Regions from separate parts of the Mus musculus genome. Here all the other regions are linked to region 3. Evidence: chromatin contacts called from public promoter capture Hi-C data. All regions are on one chromosome and are shown on one strand. Each heading gives the region's core, a stretch centred on a gene start, on an enhancer-like site or on the middle of the called end of the contact. The rest is flanking DNA. Distances are from core to core; before and after follow the strand shown.

Region 1 (4,235 bases), core at 1,145-3,644, 440 kb after region 3:
CAGAGCCCAGCTGGAGGATATGAGACCACCCAGACCATTTTCCAATGGCTCCTTGGTCAGTTGCCCTCTCTAAAGGAAAGATTAGGTTAATGGTTCATGTTCCCAGTGGGAGCAGAGACTGAAGGGCAGAAGGAGGCAGTTGAGATGTGAAGATAGATGTCCTGACAACAGGGGCCACTTCCTGTTTTTGAGACAATGAGCTTCCACCATGTCATTGGTGAAGCTGGACAGCCTTGTGGCAACGTGAACTACAGAGGATTCGCCTGGAGGGGAACTGACCAGAGAGCTGTAAGTCCTTCTTGCTTAGGTTCTGTGCCGAATGATTCTAGAACTCTAAGGTGGTATGAATCAGAGTTTCTGATTCTAAAGCATTATTGGAACAGATCGTCTGTGTCCTCAGAGCACTCCTGACAGGGACAGTTGTTGCTCCCCTATGTCAAGAATGCAAAGTTCTTCCCAAACTAGGAAAAGAGGGAGGACCTTGACTGAACCAAGGCAAGTCTCTCTCTCTCTCTCTCTCTCTCTCTCAGGTTTTTCTATATAGCCTTGCCTGTCCTGGAACTCCCTCTGTAGAACAGGTTGGTCTTGAACTCAGAGATCTGCCTACTTCTGCCTCCTGAGTGGGTCACCACCACCTGACAAGGCTAGTTTTAATTTTTTTTCAGATTTAATTGTTTTATTTAATGTCTATGATTATTTTGCCCAGCTGTATGGCCTATTACCCCACATGTGTGCCTGCTACCAGTGGAGGTCAGGAGAGGGCATTAGATCCCCTAAAACTGGAGTCACAGATGGTTGTGAGATCCTAGATGGGTACTGGAAACCTAACAGGGTCCCCCGCAAACGCAGCAGGTGCTCTTAGCTGCTGAACCATCACTCTACCCCTGTTGAGTTTTGTCATTGTTCTTGTTTGTTGTGTGCCTAGGAGTTTTGTCAGGGGGAGGCAGGGCACATCTTTAATCCCAGTGCTGAGCAGGCAGAGGTAGGCAGAGCTCTGGGAGTTTGAGGCTAGCTGGGTCTACAGAGTGAGTTTCAGAACAGCCAGGGCTATACAGAGAAACCCTGTCTCAAAAATCACATAAACAAACAAAGAAAAAAAGAAAAGAGAAACGAGATTCCCAGTCTCCCAATGGTGCTTAAGACTGGCCTTGAGGGCACCTGGCATGTAAGCGGTGCACAGACATCTACAGAGGCAAAACTCTGAATGCTGATTTCTGGGCCCCACTCTGGGTCTTTTGAATCCAAACCTCCCAGGAGGAGCCCACCGCCCTCGGTGTGCAGACTGGAGCAGCGCATACTGGGGTAATCGGGATGACGGCTCTCAGAGGTGGTGTCCAGCTTAGGGAGGAACGGCTGGATAGAAACCTGCCACACAGAAACAACACAACAAGGATGTGTTCTGAAGGAGATTAGCAATTATGCACAAAAAGCCCACCACGTGGCAATCTTGTTTTTCCCTAAGCACGTATTAGGTAATCATATCCTAATATTCTGTGATGGAAATTACTCACCTTGGAAATACTGCAGTAGATCTTTGCGAGAATTGTGAGGGAGCTCATCTGAGTGTGTTCGTTGTGTGACCTCCGCTAGTGAAGAGAGCTTGGATAAGTGGTTGCTACAGAGTCCCTGAGAGGCAGATCCCTATTTCTGTCATCAACAGGAAAATGACACTTATCAGCGTCTCTTCTATATCAACAGAAACAATTTTTAATATCATCAGAAACAATTTGGATGTGGACCCAGTGGCTGGAAAACAAGTGTTCTGGGACAGACACCAGTTAAGAAGTGAGTGGATACAAGTTGAGACCGGGCATGTGACACAGACTACTGAGGGGGGAGATGCCTGCTAGAGTACGTGGATTCTGAGACCAAGCTCTGACCGAGCTCTGCGCTGACTTGCTTGCTGAGTGTAGAATCACCTCCCCAATTTGGGCGTCTGCAAACTGAAAACAGGGTATGTCTTAGAATCAGATGTTTTCTTTGGCTATTCCGGTTTTAGTATTTTGGATTCTGAAAACACTTCTAATCTTACCGTAACCCTGTGAAGAGCGAGTGCAGGAATGGTGGTACCCATAGACAGGAAACCAAGGCCCCAGAGAGGAGCTGCCCAGTGCCACACAGCTACACAGGTACCAAGCCCGACTCCACCAAAACCTAGCGCTTGGTCTGGGTGTTTGGAAATCAGCTTTTCGCTAGGTTGGCTGAGACTTAAAGGAGACACAGACGAGAAAAATTCTGTCTGGGATCCAGGAAGCAGGTGGTTCCCCGCAACCGCACCCGGTTAAGGCTAAGGAGCTGGGCGGAGGCGCCCCAAGACAGCCAACGCTGAAGCTGGAGTGCTAAGGCAGGGCGGGGCCAGAGGAGGGACACCCTGGGAAGGAAAAGGGAGCCAGAGCCAGTAGGCGTGCAGAGATCTGAGAGCACTGAGCGCATCTGGGCATTATTGCAGTGTTCACCGGAGACAGATCGTAGAGGCGGGTAAGGCGCTACAGGGTTGGAAAAGCTATCCATAGTCCGGGCAAGACGTGCAGGGTTTCGGTGTTTTCCTTCAGAGGGGGGACCCGACGTGGGGTGCTGCTAAAACACAGAGTGGATCTTCCTTAGTGAGAAAAGCAGGTATTCCCAGGAACTATAGGGATTAGAGAGTTTCGCTGCGCATGGAAAGTCGTGTGTGGTCCGAAGGCGCTCTCCCAGGCTTTCCTCCAGGCAGCAAAGGCTCCTCCTCTCCTACCGATAAGAGGACACTCACAGGTCTGCAGCGGGACACTCACGGAAATAACATTCCAGGAGTCAGTCTTGCTCTACCAAAGCTGCGGGCTCTGCAGAACTGCCCTACCCATTCTACTCCACTGTGACCAGCCCTCGGCGATCAGATCCTCCGAAATCCCGGGACGGGCTGAAGCATCTTCCGCTGTTAGTAGCAATTCTAGGTTGAAAGTCAGGAGTCTTGGGTTCTAGTTTTCAGGTAGTGTAAATTGATGCAGGTCAACCATGGCTTTGTGCCTTATGCTTTCTTAGGTCACCTCCTGTAAAATGGGTCTCCTGCTCCAGTTGCCCCCATGTAATCCAATTAGGGCAAAGGGGAATGTTTGGGAGGTGTCTCAGCCAGTGTGTTAGAGCCCCGGGAAGCAAAGTCCTAATCTCTGCCTCCTTCTCTTTATTAATTTGCATGGGAGGAAACTGAGGACCCAGGATAATCTTATCACCAGGGACCATATTGAATTAGAACCAGTGTTTCCTCACTCCTAGCCCAGGACTCTTATTTCACGTACAGATATCGAATAAACTCATTCTCTCTGGCTCCAGCCACTCTGTAAATTGCAAATGGAGGGGTGCGATAACTGGAGGCATTAAAAACTGCCTTTAAAGTCTGTTGACTCCCGGAAGATGAAAACCGACTAGCAACTTTCTTCAGTTCAAATTCCTCAGGGCATGTTTTCTATCTGTAACGCAGGGGAGCTTGAAGTACCTTCTAAGAGGGAGGCAGGCAAGACCAAGAACCTCCATCCTATGCTTGGCTACACAGACTGGCCAAGTAGGGGCAGGGAAGGCACTTGTAAATGGCAAGGACCTGCAGGATTCATCAGAAAGGGTGGGACACAAAGGAGGTGGGCGACCCTTGGTGGCTGTGGGCTGTGAGAGGGCACAGCAGAAGGTAGGCACTTGGGATGACTGCTCTCAGAGGTGAGCTGAGCCATGGATGGCTATGGGAACAATGTGAGCAGGGTTCCCAGTAACTTTCTCATGCCTGCTCCGCCTATTGTCTCCCCCAGTTCTCACGAGGTGAGCTGGGCACTGGTAATTACCTCCGTCTTACAGATATGGTTCAGAGGAAAAGCATTCAAGGTCACATAGGCAGAACTAGGATCATGAAAGGTACTCTTGAAAGGCGAGATCACAGGCTGAGACTTGGGCTATCTGTGTGCCTTCTGTGGGTGTGGATGGCCACACCTTTGGTAGGTACACAGGGAAGAGCATTGCAAAACCATTTACCGTTCTCTGGGGGCCAAGAATGTTTGCCCTTTGGATAAACGGGCTCAGATCAGATGTGGGAAGTGTCTGGGTTTCCAAAGGAGACTCAGAATTTCCCTCTCTTGCCCCATGCCACCTGCTCAAGGGGCCTCCCCTCTATCTAAGGCAGCTTATCTTGGGGTAACTGGGAGTCTTTTCTACTTTGGTTTTCTATTAAAACATTGAAAGCTGATTCCATGAAGCTGTTAGGGGATGAGTTGGGG
Region 2 (3,794 bases), core at 449-2,948, 380 kb before region 3:
GAAAGTAGGCAAGTCTCTGCAAGCAAGCCAACCTCCCGCAGCCCATCTGCACAGGCAAGCCCAGCCCATCTGCCACAGGGAAACGCCAGCCCTCCGGCCAAGGTTAGACATTTTACAGTACCATCAAAACAAAACCAAAAAAATATAAGATATCACAGAGCCAAAGGCCGTGTCCACCACTGGGCCAGGGAGCCTGTGATGGGAAGCCTGTAAGGGGAGCAGATGCCAGGAGGCAGGGAGGAGCACCAGGGGGTTTCTCAGACACTTGGTGGGTCTAAAGTACCTTGAAAGGGCCTCAGAGGGAGATCATTGCCTGCCTTTTTCATTCTGAAAGAAAACAGAAGAGTGAAGAAATGGGAACCCCTAGAGACGTGGGGAGCAGAGGCCGGTCGGGCCCAGTCCCCAGTGGGTACCCGGAGTAAGGAGGTGGATGACCTCTTTTGCAGAGGCAGAAACCAGGGCCCAGCTTGGGCCTCTTCGGCTCAAGCAGGTCAGGCTTTCTCCCGGGGGCTCTGCCTTCAGCAAAGCTCCCAGGCCGACCACTGTGGAGTCCTGTTACACAGCAACCCACTACAAAAACACCTCGGCAGGGAATCCTCGGAGAGAGACAAAGGACCAGACGGAAATGGGGGATGGGTACAGAACTATCAGAGAGTAGGGTGTGGCCTCGGCCTTACTTCCAGGCAACCAAAGCCCCCAGTTTTCCAAGGGCCTCCATGCGTGCCCTGGATGCCAAAGGGCCCAGAAGGAAGCACAGGAAGTTGATAGCTAGGCCGTTAGACCATACAGGGAATGGATGCCTTCTTCCTTTCGTCTGGAGGCTCAGGAATGTCCCCCAAGCTGGAGGCAGGATACCTCAAAGCCTCAGAGGAAGTCCTCGCCCTGCAGGAACCAGATGGGTGGACGGAAGGACCAGGGTGACTCAAGTCACCCAGGGCCTGTGGACCCTGACGACACCCCTTTCGGGTGAGGTGAAAGCAGAACTAATTGGTCAAGTCCGGCCACCTTCCACATAGGATACTGATTAAAAAGCGACTGCTCCCCAAAGCAAGGGGGTCCTTAACAGCTAGAGATGAGACACCAAGTCTACACCTCTTGTGCTAGGTTCAGAGGCCCCTACACAGCCTGTGGGGAGGTTGGTCTGGGATCAATCACTGCGGGTCCCTGGGCCTCCACTCCTGAGTTAGGGACTGCAGAGCTGGCCCTTCCCCGTGGACGATGGGACAGTCAGGTCTTTCCCCTCCCCTCTCAGTTGTGCAGAAGGTCACCAGCATTTAGTCCCAGCTCTACGCATTCCCTCTCACCACCTTTAACCTTCCCCGAGCTGAGACTTCTCCGTACTTTACCAGGCAGTCCGCGTACTAGACCGCAGCTCCAGGGAACCCAGGCAAGTGACAGTTCCAAGTCCGATCTTTCACTGCCCACCTGTGTCAGGACCCCAAGCTTTGGAGCGATCCGTTCCCCCTTGGCCAATGCGCAACCCCAAATCGCCCGGCCGCTCCCGCCCCTCACCTGGGCCGGGCTGGGCTGCTCCGGGACCGACAGGGCAATCGCTCCTCAGACAGGCTCTGCTCAGCTCACTGCCCCGGGCCCTGGATCTATATATGGCTGGCCCCACCCCCTCCTGCCTGTCCCAAGAAACTTCTGGAAAGTTGGAAACGCTTCCGGAGGGCGCCGTGGCTCGGAGAGGAGAAAAAAAGCCAAAGACCTCCCCCAAACCACCCTGGCTCCCGCCCCTGTGCCTGCGGGCTCTCTCCCAGCCCCTGGGTCCTACTGCCCCCTCGCCCTACTAGGTAGAGGGGACTCTCCTCCCGCACCAGCTAGACCTTGGGAGCCAGGGCATTCTTGGGATTCCGCGGTCCTGGACGTGGAAAAGCAGGGTTTAGACTCGAGAGTGAACTGAAGGCAGACAGGCTCCAAAGTCCTGCGCTCGGGGACTGGAGTTGTCGTCTTCTCGGGGTTGCCCACACAAGCCTGCTCTGATCACATATCCCTTCTGCCCCACATGACCCTGCTCTGCCCCAGTAGATCCATTGCCTACTGTTATCAAGCTTTAATCAGGGACCCCTGATGCTACTCCTTAGTCAGGGGCCCTCTCCTTTGCCTTAGGAAAAAGTCAGAGGCAGGGGTCCCTCTCCAAACCAGGGTTCACCCTTGAAACATCCCTGGGGAGGAGAGGCCCTGAGAATTCTAGCTGGACCCTCACCCTGGCAACCAAGTCTTGAACTGATTTCAGACAGACACCTAGGTGGTTCCACTGGACATGAAGTAGTATACAGCAGGGAACATCCTGGATGAATTAAATACAGCATTGTGTGACTTTCCTTCTGGGCCAGTACCCTTGGTTGATGTTAAGTCCTAACTGCCCCTTTCTCCGTCTCAAATGGGTCATCCCTGCTATCTCCTTCCCTCCCTCCCTATCTCCATTGCCTCTTGGGGCTCAGGGTCTCACTATCTCAGGCTCTCCCGCCCCACCCCACCTCTTACACTGAGATAGCTTCTTGAGCCCTGAGTTAACTGATAGTATTCTTTACTATTCTAGTGTCATGCACAAATCTGCACAACTGGGCAAAGTCCCTGCCTTCAGGACCTCCTTTGTGAGGGGTGTGTGCAGCTAGTGGGGAATTCAGTAGGTGAGGCCTGTTGTTTTAGGATCCTCCTATCTTCTGATAGTGGAATGACAGACAACAGATGGACATCACTAGAGAGGAGGTGGAGTGAGAGGCTTTTCCCCCTCTTTTCAGTGCACTGGGGCTGGAACCCAGATCCTCAGGAAAACCAGGAAAGAAAGCATCCTGCCACTGAGCCCCAGCCCCAGCCCCAGAGAGACCCTGTATGCATTCACTCACATTCAATCAACAGACTCATAAGTATTTTCTTTCTCCCAGATGCAGAGCCTGTGGAACAGATGTATCCTTGCACTCAGCATCCCAAAAGATGAGTTCTCTGCAGTTATAGAGAACAGTGGGGGAGGGAATGGACCCCCAGCCTTCCCCACTTCGGGCTGAGGGAAATATTAGATCCTAATAGACTTAGACCCCAATCAAAGGATCAGAGAGTATACGGATTTGCAAGTGACTGCCACAGATGATAATATCATTCAGAAGCCCCACAACGTCTTTGAACTTCGTGAAGGAATCTTAGCTTGGTAGGATCTCAGAGTCAAAGGTCTTGAGAAGAAGAAAAAAAAAATCATGGTACCAGGCCTAGCGTCACATGCCTGATGGCCCAGGATGCTGGAGACACTGGGTCAAGGTAAACCTAAGGTAAACGCTTAGGACTTCGTCCCTATCTGCAAACTTAGTATCCTTATGAATGTCCCCCAAAGGCAAGGGCCTGCCTCTCTCTAAGAACAGTGACCTGGCAGCCGCTATTGTTTTGTAGAACAGATCTGATCTTGAGCAAACTTTGTAGGCAAAAGGAGGGCGGTATCCATCTTTGTGGTGGCTGATTCTCCTTCCCGTCCTCCTGCATCCTCTATGTACTGCTTATGTGAATAAATCTTTGCTAGGAAAGGATTCCACCTAGATTCCAGACCCCCTTTCTATTATCATCCTCGTCTTGGCTCTTGGGGTCTTCTGGAATTCAGTTGGTAGGCTGTGAGCTGAAGGAGCAGTGTGCATCCAAGCTGGGGGTGGTGGTGGTGTGGAGGTTTGCTGGGTTATCCACAGGTCTAGTGTAAAAATCCCTTACAGCCCCACCCCCACTTCGCTCTGCTCTCCCATCTGCCAGCATCCAGGCCTCCATTGAAAGCATCCGGGCTAGCACTGGGAGGGGATGCTAAGAGAACTATG
Region 3 (3,670 bases), core at 841-3,340:
CATGGAAATAGAAAAAGTAAGGGAAAGCCCTACCCTATCCCTTCTCTCACGACACCTGGGCTTCCACACTCCCCAAGGAAAGCAAGACAACAGACAGGGTTGGGGCGGGCAGGTCAGGCTCTGTCCTCACCCTGTGGTTGACTACTGGTGTTCATATGAAGTACACCTGTCTGTAGTCATCAAATTCGGATTCCAAATCTTGGAAACTTTAGTTCTGGGGTGTTTCCTAAGAAACACCAATTTTCTGTTGGAATTCTCTAGTCATTTCACAAACATTTTCCTCTATAAAATATGATCATTCATACTAATGTCCCTATCTACTCATTTAGGGATCTAGACTTTTAAATTAATGGACTTATTATTGCATTTTACTTCCTTTTGTTTTGCAATATTGGGAATTGAATCCAGAGCCTTGTACATGCTAAGTGAATGCTCTCCCATGGGGCTATACCCCAGCCTTACATCATTTGTATATCAGTATATTTCCCCCTTTGGCCATATTCTCCCAACTTTGCCTATCTAATAACTTTTATTGTGGGCTGAACATTAATAACTATAGATGCACTGGACACTTTTGGATAACGCTCATGTCTCACCAGACACACTTCCCACTTCTCTTAGGCAGGCAGAGTCCGGTGCTGAGCACTTCAGGCTAATTGGTATTGGAATTAGGTTTTTGGTTGCTTCAATCGCAGTAAGAGTCCAACCTTTCCTGGGTTCTGGTTCTCTACCACCTCAGTGCTGACAGACAGGGAGATTTGCTTCATTTTGGAGAGTATGGGAGAGGTCCTTAGCTGTCCCTCCCACCCACCTCCACATCCTTCTTTCCCACATAAACACAACGCAACTTCAAATTATTGGAAAATGAGAAGAGCAGTGTACATGCGAGGCAAGCCCTCTCTCACGGGCTTTTAAGTACTAGGGTTCCTGGGAGATCTTAGTGAAGCACAGCCCCCTAGGTCCTTAGCAGAGCCCCAGAATCCAGATGACTTATGGGAAAGACTAGTTGTACAATCAGAGTACTTTAACTGTCTAATCCACTTTGTAAGCCTCTTTTGATTGACAAAAGCTTGCTGCTTTCTCTCACATCCAAGTTCCCCTGCCTAGTTCAAGCCAGCCTGTGATGGTCGCCAAATCAAATAGATGACTCTGAGGCAAAAACAAAAACAAAACAAAAAGCCAGCGATTGTAGTTTCACTCTGGAAGGTCCCCCAGCCTGGGGAAGTCCAACTCCTTCCACCTTACTGCATCTGTGCTTCTTAGTTTGATTTTTAGAATGTGATGGTCCATGCCTGTAATCTCAACACTTGTTGAGCTGGGGCTGGAGGATCAGAAGTTCAAGATCAGCCTCAGCTACATGGTGAATGCAAAGGCAGGCTAGCCTACATCATCTCAACAAAATGATGATTTATGTCACGTATCCAGGTTTTCCTAGTTGTGACGGTGGGGTGCTGGGCTGCCACGGTCTACTATATCCTACTAAGGAGCAGAGGCTCAGTATACTCTGCCTGCATGCAGTCAAAAGAGTCCCAGGCCGAGGAGCACAAAGAAGGAGGCCCGATGAGTGTGTGAATTGCAACATGCTACCGAGAACCTAGGACAAAGCTGTCCCTGCAAAGCTGTGTGCTGGAACAGTGAATGTGTGCAAAGTAGGCCACAGGCTGAAGAACTTGATGTCAGAGACCCAACAAGCTGAGTCATGTAGTGTGGTGTCTGAGATAAGGTCTGGGGGGTAGAGGGGGGGGTTGTCTTTCCAAAGCACTTTGTGATAGTGATCCAATGACCAGCCACTTATCTCTGACCTTCCCACAGGAAAGCCTGGGATCTGGGCCTGCTTTCCTCACTTGGGTTGTCAGCTAACTTCAGTTTGGTAGACTGATGATTGGTACTTGGCAGATCTGGGGCTCAGAGGGTGGGACCCAATCCCACAGCCTACTGTCACTCCTCTGGAGTCAGTTATAAATAACTGTTTTCAGATTAATTAACAATAAATATTGTGAAATCATTATGACAGAGTTCTTTTTTTTTTTCTTTTCTGGATTTCAGATGTTCCAGCCACCCATGACCCAGACCTCAGGTTCTGTTCCACTATGGAGGCTACAACTTGCAATGGGTCAGTAGATGGCTCTACCGTCTTCTACCTGGTGGGCATTCCCTCCCTGCCAGAGCCCTTCTACCTCCCTGTCTTCTTTCTTTTCCTTCTGTTCTACCTGCTCATCCTGGTGGGGAACGCCCTGATCCTGGTGGCTGTGGTGGCCGAGCGCAGCCTCCACAAGCCCATGTACTTCTTCCTAATCAACCTCTCGGCTCTAGACATCCTCTTCACCACAACCACTGTCCCGAAGATGCTGTCCCTGCTCCTGCTGGGAGACCGCTTCCTCAGTTTCCCTGCCTGCTTATTGCAGATGTATCTGTTCCAAAGCTTTACCTGCTCAGAAGCCTTCATCCTGGTGGTCATGGCCTATGACCGCTATGTGGCTATCTGCCGCCCTCTGCACTACCCCGTCCACATGACCCCACAGACAAACACTGCACTGGCAGCCAGTGCCTGGATCACCGCCCTCCTCCTGCCTGTCCCAGCAGTGGTAAAGACCTCTCAGATGGTATATAATGACATTGCCTACATCTACCACTGCTTCTGTGACCACCTGGCTCTGGTCCAGTCCTCTTGTTCTGACACTACTCCCCAGACGCTCATGGGCTTCTGTATTGCCATGGTGGTGTCCTTCCTCCCCCTCCTCCTGGTGCTCCTCTCCTATGTGCGAATCCTGACGTCAGTGCTTCGGATCAACTCCAAGGAAGGGCGTTCCAAAGCCTTCTCCACCTGCAGTTCCCACCTCCTGGTGGTGGGCACCTACTACTCGTCCATTGCCATAGCCTATGTGGCTTACCGAGCTAACCTGCCCTTGGACTTCCACATCATGGGGAATGTGGTCTATTCAATTCTCACCCCAATCCTCAACCCTCTCATCTACACTTTGAGGAACAAAGATGTCAAAGTGGCCATTACCAAAATTGTTTATCTCAAAGGCATGATGTGAATGTTTGACCTCTCAATGCAGCTAACTCTGGCCCCAGGATTCCAACTAGCTATGTTTAGCTCAGAGAAAAAGACTCAGAGTGGTCCAGTGCTCGGAGTAGAATCCGGGTAATGACTGCAAAATGGCCAAATTAATGAATGTAATGTTGTATAATAATCTTCATAACTTGGTTCATGGCTTTTCCTCTGTGGAAAGAGATAATGTTAATCTTTATTTTTTATAAGAATCTAAGCTTGTCTAAAATTTTCACTACTGGATAATTCAAAAACATTTACTAAAGAAAAAAATTTGCAAGTCAAGAAAGAAAAAATCTGTATAAGAAATGTGTGTGTGTGTGTGTGTGTGTATGTGTGTATGTATTTTTGTGAGGTTTTATTGTTATTTCTGGGTTTTTTGTTTGTTTGTTTTTGAGACAGGGCTTCACTGTATAGCCCTGGGTGTCCTGGAACTCACTCTGTGGACCAGGGTGGCCTTGAACTCACAGAGATCCACCTGCCTCTGCCTCCTGAGTGTTGTGATTAAAAGCGTGCACCACCACACTGCAGCCAAGCAAAGTATATTTTAAAAATTGGAAACTAGAGAGATGGCCCAGTGTTTAAAGCACTTGCCAATCAGTCATGAGGGCCTGA

The links. Promoter capture Hi-C pulls out the DNA fragments that hold promoters and counts their contacts.
Region 1: a promoter capture Hi-C map of hematopoietic stem and progenitor cells shows a contact between it and region 3, with 3 times the contacts expected there. The contact joins the promoter of Kcne3 here to the promoter of Olfr520 in region 3. A contact is called at or near these places in 9 of 39 promoter capture datasets (the 3T3-L1 cell line, embryonic stem cells, hematopoietic stem and progenitor cells and 5 more).
Region 2: a promoter capture Hi-C map of liver shows a contact between it and region 3, with 2.8 times the contacts expected there. The contact joins the promoter of Serpinh1 here to the promoter of Olfr520 in region 3. A contact is called at or near these places in 4 of 39 promoter capture datasets (hematopoietic stem and progenitor cells, liver and neutrophils).

What each region holds. Positions count from the first base shown.
Region 1 is chr7:100,176,289-100,180,523 of GRCm38.p6, forward strand. It overlaps Kcne3 (potassium voltage-gated channel, Isk-related subfamily, gene 3), which reads left to right and starts at 2,395. Exons shown (of 4, transcript NM_001360467.1): 1 at 2,395-2,478. Gm51453 (a long non-coding RNA gene) reads right to left here and starts at 2,403. Exons shown (of 3, transcript XR_003946660.1): 1 at 2,033-2,403; 2 at 1,512-1,943; 3 at 1,096-1,365. Gm34821 (predicted gene, 34821) reads right to left here and starts at 382. Exons shown (of 4, transcript NR_169134.1): 1 at 280-382.
Region 2 is chr7:99,351,541-99,355,334 of GRCm38.p6, forward strand. Serpinh1 (serine (or cysteine) peptidase inhibitor, clade H, member 1) reads right to left here and starts at 1,699. Exons shown (of 5, transcript NM_001111044.1): 1 at 1,513-1,699.
Region 3 is chr7:99,733,055-99,736,724 of GRCm38.p6, forward strand. It overlaps Olfr520 (olfactory receptor 520), which reads left to right and starts at 2,091. Exons shown (of 1, transcript NM_147063.2): 1 at 2,091-3,041. The coding sequence starts at 2,091. The coding sequence ends at 3,041.